Regions from separate parts of the Mus musculus genome. Here region 1 is linked to region 2. A link is a contact called in public Micro-C data. All regions are on one chromosome and are shown on one strand. The core of a region is the stretch at or near the end of the contact, and the rest is flanking DNA. Distances in the headings are between cores, read along the strand shown.

Region 1 (2,700 bases), core at 10-2,509, 200 kb before region 2:
ATGTTACTGGGAATTCTTCAAGAATTCTGAGTGACTAGTTGTTATTTTTTATTTTATTTTTAAAACATTTATGCACAGGTGTGTGTATGTGTGTGTGTGTGTGTGTGTGTGTGAGAGAGAGAGAGAGAGAGAGAGAGAGAGAGTATGAAAACAACTTGTGAGACTCACTTGTCTCTTTCTACCATGTGAATCCTGGAGATTGAATTCAGAGTATTGCTCTGGGCAGCAAGCATCTTTACCGTTTGGGCTATCTCAATGGCCCGTACTTTATTTTAAAAAAGGACTATTATTGTATATATGGAGCATAGGCACACACGCTACAGCCCATGTGAGGAGTTCAGAGAACAACTTTATGGAGCTGGTTCTCGCCTCCCACTGTTCTTTCACATGGACTCTTGAGACCGAACTTAAGTCAGCAGACATGTGTGACAACCACCTTTTACCCACTGAGCAAGTCCCAGCCAGTGTTCATTTTCAAATCCCCAGCTTATAGAACACAGTATCTTCAGGCCACCTTTTATAGGAAACCGAAGCTTCTTAATGACAGCTAGAACAATAGAAGAAAATGCAGCTCTTTCTTTTGATGTGTATTCAGAAGCCCAGAATGCTATGCTCTGATAGACACATCAAGCCTTTTGACACCAAGGCAGGACATTGTCATCGACTAAGGCTATGCTGGAGAATGGTAAAATGGAGTTAGTGAAAACCCTCTCATAGTGCTTTGTGTGAGTTTAACATTTTGCATCAGGCTGACTTTATAGCTATCCTTGACCACAGGCTAGATAGCCCACTAGGCAACATGTACAGCGAGAGTCCCAAACTCTTAAAGCTTCTGGCTTTGCTTAGGAATACACGGGAAAGAGAGAAAGCTTGAGAGAGATGCTGGATACCTCACAGTGCACAAATACAGTTTGCTTGAGCACATTCTCTCTGCTGGCTAATTCTCAAGGGTCATCCTGCTTAAACCATTTATTATACCTAATGGTCATAGTTCGTCTTCTTGTGAACAGAGGAAGAGACCCTTCTTGTGAGAATTTTCTCTGTTCTAATGGTCAAACCTGACAGGTGGGTCTGAATGTCCATATATTCATGACAACACAGGGCAGAAGTGACTATCAAAGGGACCATAGTATGAAAAGTCAATGGCTGAGAAATGAGGCATTTGAGGGAGACTGCTGCAATGCCAAGGATTACTCACTAGATGGCAAACGTAGTTTGAGTTGGGAAGAATACAGAGAAAATGTGAACAGCCCTGGTTACTGCCTTGGTTAGGCGACAAGGCACAGTCTTTAAATGGTAAACAGGACACAGGAGAAGAACAGGAAGCCCTGAGCTACTTTCCCACAGTCCACATTTAAAAGACTGCATGAACCCAAGTGGACACTTAACTAAAGTATATTCCTGTGAGACGTCCCATAGTCATTCCAGTGATGTCCACAGTACCCCACCCACGTGCTAATAAAGCAAGTCAGCTGAGCTCCTAGCCAGGATGGAAGCACTTCTAGGTCACCTTGTTCATTGGAGCTGCCTGGCTCTGCAGTCAGAACCGGGTCTCATCTGCCTCTTCTTTCCCAGACCGTGGCCAGGAAGTGACCCATAAGCTCTGTGTCTTGCTCATTCATGACAAGCTCATGACCTGGGCTGAGGGCTGACCTGCTCCAACACACTGGGTGGAGGTTCACATAGCTTTCTATTTGGGGCAGCCTTCAGTAGAGAACCCATGCTTTCAGTGTGCTCTGTTGGCTGGGAGGATGGGGTTGGAGTCAGATTAAAAGAACATTTCAGCAAAAAGTAGGTCAAACTATACTTGATATTTTTCTTAATTATATTTCATTTGAATTTTCATTATGGTAAATATATAAAATGTAAAATTGGGCATTCTGTCCACTGTGAGAGTCTTCATCATTAACTGTGGTCCTAATTTTACATGATGCCTTCCATATTCAAAGCTTTTCATCATCATCACAGATAGAATTCGCTTCATTCCTACCCCCCAGCTTTCATCCCCCACCTCCCACTCCCTAGAGTCCCTGGCTATCTCTAGTTTACTCTACCTGGATTTTGCATATATGAGGAATCACATGAGGCTTGTCCTTTTTGGTCTAACTTGTTTTCCTTAACACACTACCCTCAAGGTTCACCCATACCGTGGCATGCTTCACAGCTCCTTCAGCTTTGTGGCTGAATATTCTTCTGTATTGTGTGTACACGTTCATCTGCTAGTGGACTGTTGGGTTGCTTTGCCTCGTGGATGTTGGGAATAAAGCTGTTATCAGTGTTGCATTATTAGCCCTCTGAGTTCGAGGCCAGCTTGGTCTACAGGGGGAGTGTCAGGATAACTAGGGCTACACAGATAAACCCTGTCTCAGAAAATAAACAAACACAGGTTTTTTTTTAATTAAAAAAAAAAAAAAAAAAGAGTGAGCGAGTGAAAATTGTTTTTTCATCCTAAGCAGAATTCTAGAGGAACTAGAACAAGCCCCTTCCCACTTCCTTTCTATTTATTTTATATGATTTCTAAAATATATTTATTTGTGTGTGTATAAGATTTTGTGCATATGTGTGAACGCACATGTATGTGCCTACATATGTGTATGGAAGCCAGAGCCTAACTCACGTGTCCCCTTCAGCACCTGTCCACATGGTCATTAAGACAGAGTCTCGCTGACTTGGAACTTCCCAGTTGGAGGAGGCCAGCCA
Region 2 (2,700 bases), core at 144-2,643:
CATGGTAGATCCTCCGCTTACATGGCAAGCATTTTACCACCTGCACCATCTCCTTAGCCACCAGCCCCCCCACACACACATACACATACACATGTTTTCTATCAGCAAGGAAGCTAGGGATAGGGGTGTACTACAACAGAAGTCTGTGTGGTTAGCATGCATAAGGCCCTGCCTAAGGCTTCAATATCCAATACCACTAACAAAACAATACAATGAAAGAAAAGCCAAACTCTAGGAGTGCTATGAGCATGTTGCCTACTTAACATTATCAGAAAAACAATAACTGATAAATAATGAAAATAGGAAGTAATAACATGGAGAGCAGCTATAAGCTGCATGTGGTTTTGTTCCGTATATCCAGGAAGGTTTTCACTTATCAAGTAGTTACACACAAGCAACTTGTAGGCCTCGAGCCTCCGCGCTGTGCCAAGCCAGCCTGAATTTATCCAAGCTCACAGAACCAGGTAACCAGGCTGAGGACTCACTTACACGGAAGAGTTGAATCCATTTGTCTGCCTCCTTCTTTGAGACACTGTAGCCCAGGATTCATGGCAACTCTCCCACCTCGGCCACCACAACTCTGGGTCGTTAAAGCTTAAAGGTAAATTGAAAATCTGCTTTTGTCCTAGACTTTCTATGACACTTACTATTGTCAACTTGGGAGCGTCTGGAGTTCCTAGCAGACAATTATCTGAGGAAAACCGGGAGTTTCTATACTGAATTAAGTTAACATCCTAAATGTGGGTGATGCCACTGCGTAGGGTTAGGGGTCCCACGATTTAATTAAGAGGTGACAGTCGGCTAAAGAGCAGCATCCGTCACCCCACATCCTGGCTGTAAATACAGTGTGACAAGACACCCCCCCCCCCCCCCCGTCACCACATGTCCCCTGCTGTGATGTTCTGTATCCCCTTAAACCGGCAGGCAAGATACACCCTTCTTTGCTAATGATAGTTCTTGTCAAGTTTCAGGGCACAGCAATGGGGAAGGCAGCTGATACACTGTCTCAGGATGGTGGCTCTCCGTCACTAGATGGGGTGAAAGCATCTTTGCCTTTTGTCAGTAGAGGAAAGGTTGTAGGGTGTCTTCCTCCCTCCCTCCAGTGTGTGTGGGAGCACAAACCCACAACCAGGACAGTGTTATTTCTATTTCATATTTTGTTTTTCTATAAACAAACTTTATCTGTGGCCTTGTGGCAGTCAGTCAGTTCCAGGAAATGCACAGCTGACAATGTCATTCCCCTTGAACTGCACATAATATAAAAACAGACTTTAAGTAAATATTTGAATTAGGACAATTACAAAAATTTAACTTTGGGCCAGCCTTTCCGAGCACGTATCGATCACTCCTTCCCAGGGCTGCTGTTTCAATGGGCACGGTGAGTCACACCTGCTCCATTCAGAGGAAGCAGAACGTGACAATGGCTGTGCTGGCAGAGGATGGTTGAGAGCGACTATAACTGGGAGGTTAGGTTCCTGCCACCTGTCTATAAATAGCAGCAGAGCGGCACCCCGTGCTAAACAAGGAGAGAGCAGAGAGGTGCTAACAGCTGACCCTGGAAGGCCAGAACTGGCGGCCATTGGATGCTTTTTCTTGGGAGTTTAACAATGGATTCAGTCCATGAAATGACAGGCTAAGCATGGCTAGTTCTTAATGTCCGCCTGAGACTCTCCAGTTGGCTTACCCCTTCGTGCTTTCCACTGTTAGTAACACACCCGTTTCCGTGAGCTCTCTTGTTAGATAAGGTGGCCTTGCTTGGCCCCAGCTTTGTCAGTTTGTTTTGTATAGACAGTGAGAAAAAAATGTGAATGCTTTGTCATATGGAAGTTACTCAAATGCTCTTTTGTTGTGGTTTTTCTTTTCTGTTGTGGAAACAAACAAACAGCAAGGATGGAAATCTGGGTGGGTTGAAAAGTAAACATTACTAGCCTTTCTATACAGTGCTAATACCATAGATATGCCACCAAAGCATGATGCTTGTAATGAGACCTAGCTCCTAATAACCTAAATGCTATGTTCATATTACCAATTTCTTCATCTCAGAAAATATTATGACAATTATGATATCATCTGTATGGAGATACAGTAGGACAAAGAGTTTGCACAGTTCAATTCCCTTGCTTGTCTTCTCTTCTCTCTCTTCCTTTCTCTGTCTTCCTTTCTTGTCTTTCCTCCCTCCCTCCCTCCCTCCCTCCCTCCCTCCCTCCCTTCTTCCTTCCTTCCTCTTTCTTTCTTTCTTTCTTTCTTTCTTTCTTTCTTTCTCTTTCTTTCTTTCTTTCTTTCTTTCTTTCTTTCTTTCTTTCTTTCTTTCTTTTTTCCTTCCCCCCTCCCTCCCTCCCTCCCTCCCTTCCTTCCTTCCTTCCTTCCTTCCTTCCTTCCTTCCTTCCTTCTTTCCTGTCAGGATCGTAGGCACCGGAGGCTGGCTTTGAACTCTCTATGTGGCTGAAGATGACTGATCTAATTCTCCTGCCTATATGACATACATACCACCACATGAGGTTTGTTCAGTGCAGGGGATGGAACTCAAGGCTTCACACATGCTAGGCAAACAACTGACTCTGTCCCCCACCCTGTTTGATTACCATGAGCAGGGGCTAGATTTCAGATCAGCATCACTAGTAGATTAAAGAACTGCCCATCAGAGCTCTTACTCAGAGGTGACAGTCCTCGCTGGACTCTTGAGAGGCTAGTCTGTGACTT

What was found. Hi-C and Micro-C count contacts between places; a contact is called where the count stands out from the background.
Region 1: a Micro-C map of granulosa cells shows a contact between it and region 2, with 4 times the contacts expected there. The contact joins two enhancer-like sites. A contact is called at or near these places in 8 of 39 promoter capture datasets (HPC-7-derived erythroid cells, embryonic stem cells, hippocampal neurons and 2 more), 1 of 15 datasets of contacts at CTCF or cohesin (embryonic stem cells), 19 of 484 Hi-C or Micro-C datasets (embryonic stem cells, granulosa cells and ventricular fibroblasts), 2 of 115 datasets of contacts at active chromatin or transcription factors (embryonic stem cells and heart atrium) and 1 of 9 other capture datasets (embryonic stem cells).

Annotation. Positions count from the first base shown.
Region 1 is chr3:28,106,445-28,109,144 of GRCm38.p6, reverse strand. All of the region lies in intron 21 of Pld1 (phospholipase D1), which reads right to left. Among named protein-coding and RNA genes, the nearest start is that of Gm42196, 69 kb to the left of the region's middle. Within about 2 kb of position 1,259, at least 33 of the 459 cell types and tissues checked have an H3K27ac peak or open chromatin away from gene starts, as enhancers often do. A contact at or near this core is called in granulosa cells and heart atrium, where this site is marked.
Region 2 is chr3:27,903,869-27,906,568 of GRCm38.p6, reverse strand. No RefSeq gene overlaps it. Among named protein-coding and RNA genes, the nearest start is that of Gm42195, 5.0 kb to the right of the region's middle. Within about 2 kb of position 1,393, at least 30 of the 459 cell types and tissues checked have an H3K27ac peak or open chromatin away from gene starts, as enhancers often do. A contact at or near this core is called in granulosa cells and heart atrium, where this site is marked.